Linked DNA regions of Mus musculus: region 2 is linked to region 1. The links are chromatin contacts, called in public Hi-C maps. All regions are on one chromosome and are shown on one strand. Each heading gives the region's core, a stretch centred on a gene start, on an enhancer-like site or on the middle of the called end of the contact. The rest is flanking DNA. Distances are from core to core; before and after follow the strand shown.

Evidence for each region. A called contact is a pair of places that touch in the nucleus more often than the background predicts.
Region 2: a Hi-C map of B cells shows a contact between it and region 1, with 2.9 times the contacts expected there. The contact joins two enhancer-like sites. A contact is called at or near these places in 2 of 15 datasets of contacts at CTCF or cohesin (large pre-B cells and pro-B cells), 16 of 484 Hi-C or Micro-C datasets (B cells, the CH12 cell line, DN2 thymocytes and 11 more) and 6 of 115 datasets of contacts at active chromatin or transcription factors (DN3 thymocytes, the HPC-7 cell line, bone marrow-derived dendritic cells and 3 more).

The regions. Positions count from the first base shown.
Region 1 is chr8:117,203,876-117,211,399 of GRCm38.p6, forward strand. Gan (giant axonal neuropathy) reads left to right here. Exons shown (of 11, transcript NM_001081151.2): 10 at 75-184; 11 at 272-1,959. The coding sequence ends at 453. Among named protein-coding and RNA genes, the nearest start is that of Cmip, 49 kb to the right of the region's middle. Within about 2 kb of position 5,741, at least 59 of the 459 cell types and tissues checked have an H3K27ac peak or open chromatin away from gene starts, as enhancers often do. A contact at or near this core is called in B cells, the CH12 cell line, DN2 thymocytes and 4 more, where this site is marked.
Region 2 is chr8:117,537,086-117,544,475 of GRCm38.p6, forward strand. All of the region lies in intron 2 of Plcg2 (phospholipase C, gamma 2), which reads left to right. Among named protein-coding and RNA genes, the nearest start is that of Plcg2, 43 kb to the left of the region's middle. Within about 2 kb of position 6,021, at least 51 of the 459 cell types and tissues checked have an H3K27ac peak or open chromatin away from gene starts, as enhancers often do. A contact at or near this core is called in B cells, the CH12 cell line, DN2 thymocytes and 4 more, where this site is marked.

The DNA.
Region 1 (7,524 bases), core at 4,491-6,990:
TGTCCGTTTGTCTTCCTAATCGTGTCAGCTGTACTTCTGATTGCCTGAGTTATATCTGTTGGCCTTGCTTCCAGGTGGATCTACCTTAACGATCAGAACCTATGCATCCCTGCCAGCTCCTCCTTTGTCTACGGAGCGGTCCCCATAGGAGCCAGTATTTATGTTATCGGAGACCTGGACACAGGTGAGAAAGCTGTGATGCTCTCCCCAGAGCCGCTTGCTGTGGCTTAGGGGCATCCGTCCGCTCAGCTCTGCTCCCTCTGTGGTTTAGGTACCAACTACGACTACGTGCGGGAGTTTAAGAGAAGCACGGGCACCTGGCACCACACAAAGCCACTCCTGCCATCTGACCTTCGGCGCACAGGCTGTGCAGCCCTGCGCATAGCCAACTGCAAGCTCTTCCGCCTGCAGCTGCAACAAGGCTTGTTCCGCATCCGGGTCCATTCCCCTTGAAGAGGAAGAGGAGCCAAAAGTGAGATCCTGCCCCAAGCGCATCCCGTGGCTGGCGGCGGCAAGTGCAGTGAAGCAGCCCCATCTCGCTGTGCGCTGGGCTTGAGTGTGGTTACTCTCTGGTGGTTTTTTTAATGCTTAGGAGCTCAGGCTTCTGCCCTGGTCTGGAGACCGTGTACTGTTGAAAAACTACCTGCACGGAGTCGGTTCCTCCAGCCTGATGCGTCCGTAACCAAGGCTAGTGAATGTCCTAGGAGGAGGGTGTGGGGGTTGGTGTCATGTGAAATATCAAAGTTAAAACCCTAAGGTGCATTTTCCCAGAAGGGAACTCTTACCTGACTGACTGCGGAGTTCCAGTGTGTGTGGCTGTGGTCAACAAACAACAGAATCCATATATGCAAGCCAACATAGCCGGCGTACGAGGTTGTCCTTGTACTGCGTGCGGAGGGGTAGAATGCCTGGCCCCACCGAGTAATTGAGGTTTGCGCAGTTAGTTCCCACTTATTACTAGTGCTCTGTCTTAAGACTCTTAAAAACTATATTCTGATGAACTGAAACTAAGATAAAACTCCTCTCTGGCAACAGTCTACCTTAGTGAAGGTTCAGTCACCCGAGGAGCTCAGGTCCGAAGCCTGTGTGTGAGCTTAAAGGAATTGTTCACCGGGAAAGATCCTGCGCCAGGCCGAGAGAGCTCTGGGGTGGTGCTGTGAGATCCGAGGGAGGCATACCGTAATTCCTCCTTCCCACCTGAGAAGCAGAGCTGTTTTCTAAGCTCCAGGCTGCGAGTGCAAAGGAGACTTTAGACAGAGTCGGGCAAAGGAGAGTTCCACTGCGACTAAAAACAGTAAGACATATATTTAAAAACAAAAACAAAAACTAAAAACACAACTGTCTAGGGATCAAAAGGTCTGCATCTGATCTGTCTTGAAGCACGCTCGGTCCTGTTTACTGCTGCGTAGAGCTGCAAGCTTGTCTTTGAATGCAGGTGTGTGTGGAATTGGGTCTTTGGAACAGGCCGCTCCCACAGCATAGGAGTATAGATGAACTTTGCTCCAGGTAACGTTTGACTGGTAGAATAAACTACCTCAACTTAATTGTATTCTGTTCCCATTAGTACCCACCCCCCATTCCCCATCTCTCACCCCCACCTTCACCCTCTGCTCCACTTCCCCTTAGTAAAAAGAATTCCTTAGTTAGTGGGATTTATTTCGTAAGATATTTTGTTTTCCATTTAGATTATGGCCCCTTGGTGTGAAATGAGGAGCTTGGCACACTCGGTTATATCATAGTGTGCAATATCAAGTTTCTAGTCGGCTTGATAGAGATTTCCTCATTTCTGTTTTCTTTAGATTTCTTTCTCTTAGAGATGAGTGTAAGAGGCAACATTGTATCGTAGTGACTGCTAACTGTGTACATGCATCCTCTGGTCATGTTGGAGAACAGGAATCTCTTCTCTAAACTTCCTCCCTGCGTGAGATGTTTATATGCAATTAAAGTGCGTGTAAGACAGCAATCCTATTTTCCTAAAAGGGTGGCCTCTCTGCAGGATTTCCTTATACCTGCTGGGAGTCAACACTAAGACATTGCTAAAAAGGGGGTGGGGGGTGGGTAGGGGGTGTAAAAGGGCTGGGACCTGCTTCCTAACTGCTATGGCCAGAAGCAACTTGGCAAAAGAAGGTCTAAGGTTTTATCCCTTGCTGTAGGCCAGGTGTGCCACACGTTCATGCCACCCAGGGAACTCGGTATCAGTCCACACCAGGCTTGGGTTGTGATGGGTTTCAGCCACATTGTTGGCAAGTTTCCCCATTGGGAAGCTTTCCATCAAAGAAGCTGCTGCAGAGAAGCACTTTGTGCTGCTGCTGAGATGGCTTCAGAGGAGGGCAATTGCCAAAAGGGGTGAGTTGACTGTGGTGAGATGTCCGCCCAGGACAGAGCCATGACCGGGACAGAGAGATGCTGATGAGAGCCAGGACAGCCATAGCAAGGGCTCTGTTTGGGTTGATGTTTGTTTGTTTGTTTGTTTGTTTGTTTTTAACTCCTGAAATGTAAAAGGCTCTCAGTCTGCTTCAGGCCCCAAGGAGACGACAGTTCCGTGTTTACAGCGACAGGTGATGGCAGTGTCACCAGTGCCTGGTGACTTGGTCAGTTCACTTTTAAAAACAAACAAACAAACAAACAAAACCCACAAACAAAAAAACAAAACAGGTTTTCAGTTCAGTTTATTGACACAGTAGCTGCAGAAATTAATATTTTATAAAATAAATCAGCAACTTAATATGGGATGCAATATCAACAAAAGCTGCTAAGTGCCAAACTATTATTTTGTGTGTGTGTGTGTGTGTGTGTGTGTGTGTGTGCAAAACTCTTGTTGAAGAGTAGGGCTGTATTTAATTTTATTTTGATGTTTCAAAGTCAGTCATACCTCTTTATAAGTCCTCTTTCAGCATTGTGAAATAGCTTGGCGCTCCTTCCGTGCAGGCTTGTTTTACCACCCCACTTGTGTCTCGGCGTCTGAGTGGTCCTTCCCTCCTCTGTAAGGCACTTTGACCGGATGCATGCTGTTGCATTTGGCAACTGAGGCTAGATCTTAAAATTTGAAACAAGACATCTTTGGGGGAAGTGCAATTTCTTTTTACTGGAAGGTCGTCTCTCAAACTACAGTAGGCAAATCAAGGCGCTCTCCTAAGCTAGGGTCTAAAGTAGGCTTGTTGCTTGTTTGCTTGCTTGCTTGTTTTTCTTTTTTCTGGTTTTTTTTTTTTTTGTTTTGTTTTGTTTTGGTTTGGTTTGGTTTGGTTTTTGGTTTTTTGAGACAGGGTTTCTCTGTGTAGCCCTGGCTGTCCTGGTACTCACTTTGTAGACCAGGCTGGCCTTGAACTCAGAAATCTGCCTGCCTCTGCCTCCCAAGTGCTGGGATTAAAGGCGTGCGCCACCACGCCCGGCTGCTTGCTTGTTTTTCTAACATATCAAACATAGATGATTTTTCAAAGATTTAAGTGCTTAATTTGAAATGAAGTTTGTTTGTTTGTTTGTTTGTTTGTTTAAATCTCAAGAGTGCTTGTGTCCTGTGAGAAGAAGTGTGCAGGGCGAGTGAATGTGCGCGCGCATGCTGTGCCACGTGACTTGGAAGTCTGTCTGTATGTTTACTTTTGAATTGTAGTCACAAGCTACATGCTCTACTGTTTCCTGGTGCTTCAAATAAGCCCTGAATCCGTCGACTTTCAGTTACACGGCTGTGTCAAACACATGTGGCGTGTGAATGTGGAACTGTTTTAGACAGTAGCCAGTTTTGCTAGGTTGCATCTCTCTTCCTTAGTAGGATTTGAAAAATGTATTTACCAACTAGTGGTTCGTTCTGGAAAGGGCTGGTCTAGGGCTGAGCGTGACTGCTCAGAGGAGTCTTGGTTCTACTCCAGTTGGACTTTTTACATGATCGGCCACCAAAAGAACTGGGGGTGGTATCCGAGCCTTGTTTGTGCTGCAGCAAGTGTTCTGTTATGTCGCTCTGAGCACTGCTGCTGAGGTACTCTGATGTCCAGGGCTCGACGGTGTCATTTTATTCTTTGTAAGTGGGAAGAGGCCACCCCTAAACAGGAGGGGGTGAAAGCAGAGCTATCCTTGCTGTGGTGCCTCAAGGTCTGAAAGGCTACCAGTCAGATGCCTGGGGAAACAGCTAGCATCTCTTGAGGGCTCCGCTTAGCATCTCCTACCCAGTATACTGCATCAGGGGTCCTGAAGTTCTTCGCGGAGTGTGACCAGCCCTGCAGTGCTGTCTTCTACAAGGCTGGCTTTCCTGATTGCACAGCTCTCCTGTGGCCAGAAAAGACATTGGATGCTCTGGGAAGGAGGGAGGTGGCTTTCACCGTGTGCACCTAGAGGCCCAGAACTGCCTGGGAAGTACCCACAGAAGGAAGAAGCAGAGCTTCTTTGTGACAATGAATCCCCTTTAGCTGAGGGCACAGAGGAAGCCCGTGACCGAGGAAGCATGACAGTTGCCTGCCCTGTATCACGCAGCAAATACTGAGCAACTCCCAAGGGTTGCGCTTGTGTTTCTGGGAACCTCACATGGAAGCAGGTGGGACCCAGCCCTCCCTGCCTGGTTTATGAAGTCACTGGAGTTTGAGTGAGGACCCTGTCTGTGTGAGTTGATCTGGGTTTGCAAGCAGGCACTGAGTCACAGCAGCCCAGCCTTCATTGTGGTGCTTTGCACTAGGCAGAGAGTGTTCTCGTCCATTTGGCTGGATTTTAAATGAAAAGCTGTGTGTATCAATGGGCCGGCCTACGGAGCAGGAAAACTAGGACAGATTCAAAAATGCCAAGTGCCTCGTGGACCAAGCACATGCCATGTCTCCAAATGCTTCCGTGGGACAGTTGAAGCCCCATGCACACACCTCATAATGCTCATCATGTTAGCGTTAGGTTGCTTTACTGCATCTTATGTGAGCTTAGAATCTTTTCCAGAACTTTCTGCTTTGATCGTTTCATGTCTGAGGTGGGTCCGGATGCTCTCCTCCTCCTACAAGGGGCTTTCAGATGTGAGCGGCAGCCAAACGCAGAAGCCAGACCTTGGCTTCCCAAGGGTAGTCTACTGATTCAGTGGGAACTTGACTTTTTTTTTCTTGGCACACAGGTGTTTTTATTTTTAAAAAGTATACATCACTGGTAGTATGGGTCCAGCTTCCAGAACCGAGCTTTCCAGCTGAAAAAACTGAACAACCTTCGCTTCTCCCTGTCAGTTAGCTGTTGGAAGTCTTAGGCTTTACTGAGTGTCTTCTAGAAGCAAGGTGGGGGTTGTGAATAAAGACTAAAGCTAACACTTCATTGAATTTGCCCCATGAAGTCAGAGGTGGGGGAAAACTGCCTTGGCAGGCTGAGGTGTCTTTCTGCCTTTTGAATAGTCCCCAAAGACTTCTTACAGCTCCACTGGCTATACACATACGGTTATGGGGTAGACATGAGAGCGAGCCCATTGGCCCGGAGAGAGAGGAACCGCCACTCAGGAAGATGACTCACCCCTGCCGCCTGTAAAGCCGTGGCGAGCTGAACTGTAGGCTTGGCTACCGTTTTTGCAGCTATAAGTAGCTCTGCCTTCTGCCTAGCGAATCCTGTCCCTTCTTTGACTTTTAAGCATTTTAGCCCTGACAATAGATTTAGGGGTTCTCTTCCGTCATTCTTCCTCCCCAGACACGGAGAAGATACACCTTAGACGCTGGTGCTGAATTTCTTTGAATGTCTTCTGGCAGCACCAGAGAAGTCTCTGTTGCCTGCTTTATGGCGTTTCTTGGTTAACTGGATAGGTAGTGCTTACATTCATTCCCGTTCTTAGTGTCTGCTGTCAGTTACCTCACGATGTATTGATGTAGCGTTGGACTTGGTTCCCTGACAGATGAAAAGAATTCAGTGTTCTGTCCTGTAACAAAAGCCTGGAAGCAAGTAGTGAGCAGCCTGAGGCGTTGGGTCCTCAGGGCGTGTTTCCCATCCTCCCCCCCACACACACACTTTTTTTTATACTAGGCACTTTAAACCTGGAGGAGCGGTAATTCTTCTGGGGCTACTGCAAGGTGATTACTTGAAACTCAACTTGAACTTGAGACATTTAAAAGGCTGTGTTTTCCTGTAGCAGAAAAGCGGCATATGCACACAGAATAGAGGGCTTAGTTTCTGTCCTTGTCAGGATCAGAGACGAGAGCGCGTGTCTGATCTGACACAGTTGGCAACTTAGGCGCCTGAGGCTGCCTGCTGTTAAGGTTCTCCAGAGGTGCTGTTGTTTCTTGGGAGTTTTTCCTTTTACTGGCTCCTCCCTCCGCTCTCTCCCCTTCAGTCCTGGTAGACCAGATGTCAGAATGAAGCAGATGTGTTCCAGGTTCAAGGCCGAGGTTGACCCTGAGACCTTGAATCATGTTCTGCTTAAAATCATGACTGGTGTGACTTGTCTCTCACACAGGGGACTCTCCTTCACTTAATCCCTGCATATCGGTTCTCCACACCACCAGTAACAGAGCCTCAGTGCCCCTGCCTCTGGTCTCCCCTGGTCCCCAAGTCAGGGTAAAGTTGCTGAGAGACCTCTGCCATTGGAGACCCTCTCCCGGGAGTTAGCTCTCATGGAAGTGGCCACAGTTGGACCTGGCCTACTTAAATGGAAGGCTTGGGTAGTCAATAGTAGTTAGAAGAACCCTGTGATCTCCTCAGAGCCGGACCCTCTCCTCAGCCCTGTGATTCCCTCACAGGCCTCATGCTTAGACTAACTAGAGAACGTCATGCAGTAGACAGTAAATTTGTGTGGTGATGCCTTTCACAGTTGGCCCAGAGACTAGAAAATGGCAAAGCTTTTCCTTAGGTGGCCGTATATGGCAGCATCTGAGCCCAGCTGAGCTCACAATAGGAGCGCCCAAGAGAACATATCTCCCCTTCCTGCTTTGGCCCCTGACCCATGCTGTCAGTTGTTCTAGGAACAGGTCCCGTGGCCAGGAGCATGGGCTCTGGAGTTGAAGAACCCAGGGCTGCAGACTTCTGATCTGTCTTCTGGTCTCAGGGCTCAGTTCAGTTTGTCTCTGGAGGAAGGGCAGTGTGGGTTTTGGCCTCTGTGGGCTCTAAAGAAAGGGTGACTGGGTCCTGGGCCGCTGTGTTACCCATCAGTAGCAATGGCACAGTTATTTCTTTGGTCATGTCTACTGTCCATGCAGACAGTGCTGTGAGACGCTGAGCCAGTAGGGTACTGGTTGGGAACTGCGCATTCCTGGCTCCTGTCATTGCCTGGCCCAGTGTCTGCCACCTCCTTAAAAAGCATCCAACATCTGTTTGTGCTGAGAAAGTCCTTTCCCTTCTGGACACACACCACACACCCCACCTCTCATCTCCGACATTGGGATATCAGAAACACACCCCACCCCACCCCAGACCTGTGCTGAAATGTTCAAGAGTGGCAGACAAGCCAGGCATGGTGGTGCACTCCTTTAAACCCAGCAAGTGGGTGATAGAGGCGGGTGGAGCTCTGTGAGTTTAGAGCCAGTCTGGTCTACATAGCAAGCACCAGGACAACTAGAACTCTATAGAGAAACCCTGTCTCCCTCCTTTCAG
Region 2 (7,390 bases), core at 4,771-7,270, 330 kb after region 1:
TGGAGTTTCCTGTTCTGGCTGGCCCGGCTGGCCATTAAGCCCCAGGAGTTCTCCATTTTCCCTTCCTCCCCCGGGGCTGGTGTCGCTGATGTCTGATCCTATCTCATGCTTTGACATGGGTTCTGAGTGCAGGCCCTCATGCTTGCATGGCCAGTGCCTTACCCACTGAGCTGAGACCTGCGGCTCCTAGGGTAACCTTTCTTAGATGTCAGCTTCCATGTCACTTTCTGAGGGAGACCTCCCTGATCACTCAGAGAGCATCCCTCCCGTCCTGTCATGGCTCACTCTGGTTAAGTCTTATGGTACTTATTGCTGCCAAATGTTGTACTTACTAATTTACCGGAGATCTGTCTCGTCCCCTGCTTGATGCCTGTCTTCCAGAGCAATGCCCGGCAGGCACCTGGGTCTGACACTGTCACTGACCACGAGAACTTTTGATTGACAGCAGCTTGAGTGTAGGCTTTTGCCAGGTACTTGTTAAGCTCTTGAATATGAACTTATTTCTTTAAACCCTCAGGTCCCCTTGTGTATGTTTTTCTTTTTTCACCTTACCAGCAGGAAGTGGAGGTCAGAGGGGTGACAGGTGGTGTTGGTGACACAGCAGGCTAGGGACCCCAAGCTGGGGCCCTGGACACGGCTGCGGGGAGGGGAGGCCAGTTGTAGATCTGGCCACGGAGCAAATTAAATTTCTGTTTCCGTTAATGGGGAGCTCAGGCTGCCCCATCTACCTGGGCTGGAGGAGGTTCAGGACCCAGGCTCTGCTTCTGGCCCCGTGCTGCCTTTCTGAGAGGGAAGCAATTGCTCATCTCCCCACTGGCTGCAGCGGGGGAACTGCCAGGAGATGACCCTGCCCACCCTAAGGCTTGGTTTGCAAAACGCTGAGCCTGGTGGGGAAATGAAGGGCTGGCCTGCTAACCACAGCAGCAAGGAGGACTCATTTGCAAGAGTGAGGCTGGCCCGGGGCCCTGCTCTGTCCCCTAGCAGAGCCATTTCTGTGGGCAGTTGTCCTGTAGGAACCCACTGGGTGCAAGTCCTTAGCTTGAGCTTGGAGCGGGGTGAGGGGAGGGGAGGGGAGTCATGCTAGAGCCTCAGTCTTCTCCTCTGAGGAATGGGCTGGTTGTGATATCATGACAGGCAAAGAGGCTGGTGCTTGAGAGCCCTTTACTAACCATGAGTGCTTGGCCAGGAATTCCCGCTATTACGCTGTGGAGCTAGGCGGTGGACATGACCAGAGACCCTCTCCCAGTCACTATCTCACGTAGCTGCTACACTTCTGGAAACAATTCCCAGTTCCATAGCAGTGTATCGCCTCCATATCTTTTTGAACAGTTTACATTTATCTATTTGTTATGTCAGAGTCAGGGTCTCATACAGCCCAAGCTAGCAGAGACCTTGCTGTCTACTTGAGGATGGTTTCGAACTTCAGATCTCCACCTCCTGAGTGCCGGGATGACAGGCCCGCAGCACCATGCCCCGGTTCGACAGTCCTGGGGATCAAAGCCAGGACCTTGAGCATGCTGTGCAAACACGCTATCATCTGAGGTACATTCCCAGGCCTAATGCCACCTCAATTAAACTTCCGGGAGTCTGATACAGAGCTGGCCCAATGCCTCACTGTCACACGACCACGCTTCCTGCAAAGCCAAGGATGAGGCAGAGAACGGGATAAGCGGGCCAGAAGGAGTTTGATGGTCCCTTGTGTGTGCAGTCTGGTGCTGGGCCCTGATGGTCACCCATGGGTCATCTTGAGTGGTTACAGTAAAAAGGGAGCAAGAAGCAGGAAAGAGGAAGTCTGGGAGAGGAAGAGGAGATGCACAGAGGTGGCTGTCGGAGCAAGGCTTTCGTGTGGGGCACTCGATCCCGCTTGGGCTGTCTTGTGGAGCTGGTGCCTCTAGAGCTTTCTCCTCCCTCATCCTGAAGGAGGTGATACCAAACCAAGGGTTGCATTTAGGGTTCAGGGACTCAGACGGGCTCTAAGGGACTGTGGGAAAATCAAGTCTTTAAAGAACGAGAGGTTCTGAGGAGTTGGGTCAGTACATAAGGTGCCTACTGTCCAAGTACAGCGACTTGAGTGTAGGTCCCCAGTGCCTATGGAAAAAGCTGCCTGTAGAGGTTTGTAACCCCAGTGCTGAAGGGGCAGGGCCTATTGGCCAGCCAGCCAAGCCAAACTGAAGAGCTTCAGGTTTGGTGAGTGACCTCTGATGTCAACCTTGGGCCTTCACATGTGTGCAAATGCACCTGAACACACACATGCACACAGCCACACTAACTGGTTCACTCAAGACCTACATGTGTGCACTTGCACACACCCCGCCCACATGCACGTACATACCCACACTAAGTAGTACATACAGCACATATGTGCAGGTACCCACACTAACTAGTGCATCACACACACACACACACACACACACACACACACACACACACACAGTAAGATCTGTGCTCCCCAAGGCTTTCAATCCCAGGGAGCCACTACATAGGCCGAGGCTTAGGTGTAGGGTAGAGTCAACTAGGGCTCTGGAATAATCTCCCAGAGACCACCGCCCCCACCCCCTGCCCACACCTCATCTGCACCCTCTTCTTTTTGTGTGGTGTTGTCAGCCTAACGTTCCTGAGCTAGTGTGACCTGGCTGCAGTTTCTCTAACCCTGTCACTCACCACCCCAGGGTGTTTGGAGAAGGCCTTGTGGGAGTTTCCTGGAAAACAGGAGGAGTGGGAAACCAGCCTTGCTCACCTTATCTTCTGGCCTTACACTTTGAGACACTAATTATCACCCTGATAGCTTTGGCATCAAACCTCAACCAGGTGGCCCTGGCTGCACCTTCTGAGGGTGGCTCTTCTCAGGAGTTGGTGGGAAGATGAAGCGGCTGGTCAGGCTGGAGCTAGGCCTCTACCTCAAGGAAGCCCTGTCTGTTCTCTGTCCAAGTCAGATGTTTCTAGCTGGAACTTGACATTGGCAGTGCTCTGTGTCTACGGGGCTGCTGATGGAATGGCCACCCATCCGTGGGTGTGAGTGTCTTGGCTTAGGAGCTGAGCCCTGCTCTGGACCAGCAGGGCTTGGGCAGAGCTTCCCTGACCTTTTCAAGCCGGTTTCCTTTTCTGCAAAAAGGAAACAATGAAGAGTTTCACAGCTCAGAGAGGCAGGAGGGACTCTGTAGAAAGGCCTGGGCCTGGGCCTGAGGGATGGGAACCCTGAATAACTACTTCTGGGGTCTCGGGGCTGTGGTTTCTTGCAAGAGTGCTCGGGAGGGGAAGTCTGAGGAAGGCAGGAAATTTTTCCTAGAGGGGAACTCTTGGGGACCAAGGCCCACCTGTCCTTTCTGAGAATCTTTTTTTTCCCTAAAGAATTACTATCTTAAAATTTTATTTATTTATTTATTTATTTATTTATTTATTTATTTTTGGTTTCTCGAGATGGGGTTTCTCTGTGTAGCCCTGGCTGTCCTGGAACTCACTCTGTAGACCAGGCAGGCCTCAAACTCAGAAATCTGCCTGCCTCTGACTCCCAAGTGCTGGGATTAAAGGTGTGCGCCACCACTGCTCAGCACTAAAGAATTTTTTATTGGCATATATCTATCATCGCCAAAAATTAATGCGTAACCCATTATGACATGTTCATACATGAATTTACTGCTTTAAAAAAAAAATTCACTCCCATTGTCTTCTCTTGTGCCCCTCCCACTCCCCCAGTGGTCACCTGCTCCAGCCTACTCTCAAATCTTTTTATTGTGAGCGTGACTAGTGGGTTTAATTAGGGTTAGTTACAGGGCTGACAAGCATAAACACCTTACCAGTGGCTACACCACTAAAGAAAATGTCTCTTAGCTGGGCAGTGATGGCTCACGCCTTTAATTCCAGCTGCCTGGAGTCGGGGGCAGGCTGATCTCTCGGTTTAAGGCCAGCCTGGTCTATACCTTGAGTTCCAGGGCACCAGGTCAGGTTTCTTAACAAAGCCTGTGAGGGGCGGGGGGGTGGGGGTAAGGAAAGAAAAGAATAGAACAGAAAAGGAAAAAAAAAAAGTCTCACCCTTTCTCAGCAACTGCTGCCTGCTTATAGGTCTTCCGTGAGGGGTGTGGCAATGTGAGTCCCGCCCCCTCCATGATGGACTGTTGTCGGGGCCCAATCCTTTGCAGGTAATCACGGATGTCGTACAATAGCCATCTCATGCTCGAAGACAGCAGTTCACAGCACTCCAAACCTTCCTCTGGCTCTCACCTTCTTTCGTCTCCACCTCCTTGAGCCTTGGACAGAGTGATGTAGGCTCTCATGTGAGGCTGAGCTCCTTTTTCTCAGCACCTGACCGGCTAAGGGTCTCTGCAGTAACCGCTGGCCATCGCACAGAGAAACTTCTTTGACCTAAGTAGGCAGTGATGCTAATCTATGGGCATGCACGTAATTGTTTCTAAGGTAATTTCACATGTGTATTTTGGAGGAGGCTGTCCTTTCACACGCCCCCCTGACAGCCCATGGCCTCCCTGATGATGACCTGAGGCGTGTGTTGGTTGCATTGGTTAGTAGCTGACTCTGATTTAAGTTCGATAGCAAGGAGGAAGTCTTTGCTTGGGGCTTGGACGACTCTTGTGCATCTTTGTATCATTCTGCTCTCCAGAGCTGAGATATTTGACCCTGTAGGCACAGAGAGAAAGTTGCCTTGCTCCCGCTGGTCTGCAGGATGCTGCCCTTCTCAGCAGAACAGGGTAGAGGAAGCCCGGCTTCACGGAGCCACCACCTCCTCCTCATTCTGGGTGTTGGCTGTATCTTGGACTGGGTGACCTGGGTGACCTTGGATCAACTTCTCATCTGCTCTGAGGCTGAGTTTTCACATCTGCAAATGAGTGTCATGACTTTGTCATAGGGTTGCTGAGAGCCAGAGCGGCCCCAGGTAACGGAGTAACAGCTATCAATAGTAAAGGTATCCAGCGCGTCCTCTGGAACTGTCATTCTCTTATGCTGGAGGGAAGGCAGCTGACCTGGAGGTGCTGGCAGGCCTGTGGTCCCCTGAAGGCCTGGGGAAGCTCTGCTCTTACCTCCTGCTCACCTCGGGTTGCACTTGGTGTGTTAGATTCCCTCACATCTCTGCTTCTGTCAGTAGATGGTCCTCTTCCCTCTGTGTGGGCCTTTGCCCAAATTTCCCTCTTTTTCTTTCCTTTAATACTGGGGATTGAATCCAGGGCTTGGCATATATTGGGAAAGCATCCTGCTCCCGAACTACACTTCAGTGCTTGCTTCTTAGAGATGCTGTCTCTTGCCATGTCTTACAATGTATCCTAGGCTGGTTTGGAACGCCTATGTAGCCCAGGCTGTCCTGGAAATGTTGCCCTCCTGCTCAGCCCTCTGAGTGCTGAGATTCCAGGTACGTGTCCAGATGTGATGACATCTGTCTTCTCTCTTCTTACAAAGATGCTCTGGGCTCTGGCTCTTCTTCAGTCTACTCCAGCTTGGCCCCATCTTAAATTGGCTCTATCCTCAAGGACCCTATTTCTAAAGAAGATTGCATTTGGTTGGTCCTGGCGATTGGGACTTACACGTATTTTTGGGGGGGTGGGGAGCAGAATGCAATGCAACCGCTAGTATTATCCATTCATACGTCGTCTCCAGCATGTCGTCTCCAGGTGACAAAGGCCAAGGCTGGAGCCATCTTTACTCTGAACCCCTGTTATTCAGGTTTTCACACCCTGGGGTCTGACTTTCAGTTGCTGAGGTGGCTCTCACTGTCCACATGATGTGGGTCTGAGATTCAGAGAGACAGTACAACTGCATTGAAGTTACAGAGTGAGGGAGGTGGGCCTGGATTCTGGGTCCCCAGATCCTAGAGCCAACTCTATTCCAAGGAACCATGTCCCCTGTGTGCATGTGTGCACACAGCCTATGAATGTTCATTGTCCCATGTGGTGTGTGTGTGTGTGTGTGTGTGTGTGTCTGTCTGTCTGTCTGTCTGTCTGTCTGTCTGTCTGTATACCACAGGCCTGTTTCAACTTCTGGAGCCAAGACACTCTGGATGTGAGCAGTAGTGACCAGCTTCAGGGGAGAGGACTTTTGGGTCTTGGCTTCTTCTAACTTCCTCTTTTTCTGGCTAGCAGTTAACAAAGAACCCTGACTTTGGGGCTGGGGATATGGCTCAGGGGTAGAGTACTTACCTAGCCTATGTGAAACCCTGAGTTCAATTCCTAGCATTGAAAAAACAAACAAACAAACAAACAAACAAACAAACAAACCCAGTGACATAATTTGGAGTTAGATCACTCAGGTTCAAATCCTGGCTTGACTGGTATGGCTTAGGGCGAGTCAGTAACTCGCTGCCTTAGTTTCCCCACGTGTGCTGCAATGACGATACTGTAGCCTTATAGATGGACACAAGTGACTGAAACCCTACTGTGTGGTCCTGTGTGTGCCAGAGCTGACTTAATGAGGGCTCCTTCCCCTTTATCCCGTTTGGTATTTTTCTGGTACCAGGAGGTCCTGGGAAGGAGGATAAGGTGTGGTGCTTTCCAGGGGAGGCAAAGCTATAGAAAGCTCTCTGCACAGCGGTAAAAGAGCCAGGAGTCAGTGGTCTAGGAACCTTTCCTTTCCATAAAGAACACAGTGCACAGAAAAGCCATGTCCTGTAAACTGCACACGCATGCATATGCTTGCGTAGGACCACTGGTTGGCTGAGGTGTGTGGAGGGGCTGCCTTTGAGATTGGGACCCCAACTTCCCACTTCCATGATAGCTCTGCATGCCCAGCCTTCCTTGGTGCTGATCACAACTGGATTCCCAGCTGATTTCAGAAGCGGTGGTCTTCACCAAAGAACACCCAGTGCCAGGCCAACTCTGGGCCTCCTGCAGGCACTTCCTCTGGGTTCCAGTACCCTGCTTATCAGGAGGCCGCAAGAGCACCATCTATTTCTGGCCTGTCTGGAAATAGTGTGGTCTTGAAAGGGTGGAGGGCGGAGTCAGCTTTAGGAACAGAGACATCGCCAGTGGAGGGAGGAGGACTCATTTGACTTCTGTGCGTGCATGCGTGCATGTGTAGGCCAGAGGTCAAAATCAAGTGTCTTTCTGTATCACTCTCCAACTTTTTTTTTTGAGACAGGGTTTCCCTGTATAGCCCTGGCTGTCCTGGAACTCATTTTGTAGACCAGGCTGGCCTTGAACTCAGAAATCCGCCTGCCTCTGCCTCCCAAGTGCTGGGATTAAAGGCGTGTGCCACCACGCCCGGCTTCCAACTTACTTTCTTTTAAAGATTTATCATTATATTAATTATTTTCTTTTAAGTATTTATCATGATGCATGTATGTGGGTATTTTGTCTATATGCATTTAAAGGGCACCGTGTGTATGCAATACCTTTGGAGGCCAGAAGTCAGCATCAGATTCCCCTGGAATAGCCCTAAAGTCACAGATAGT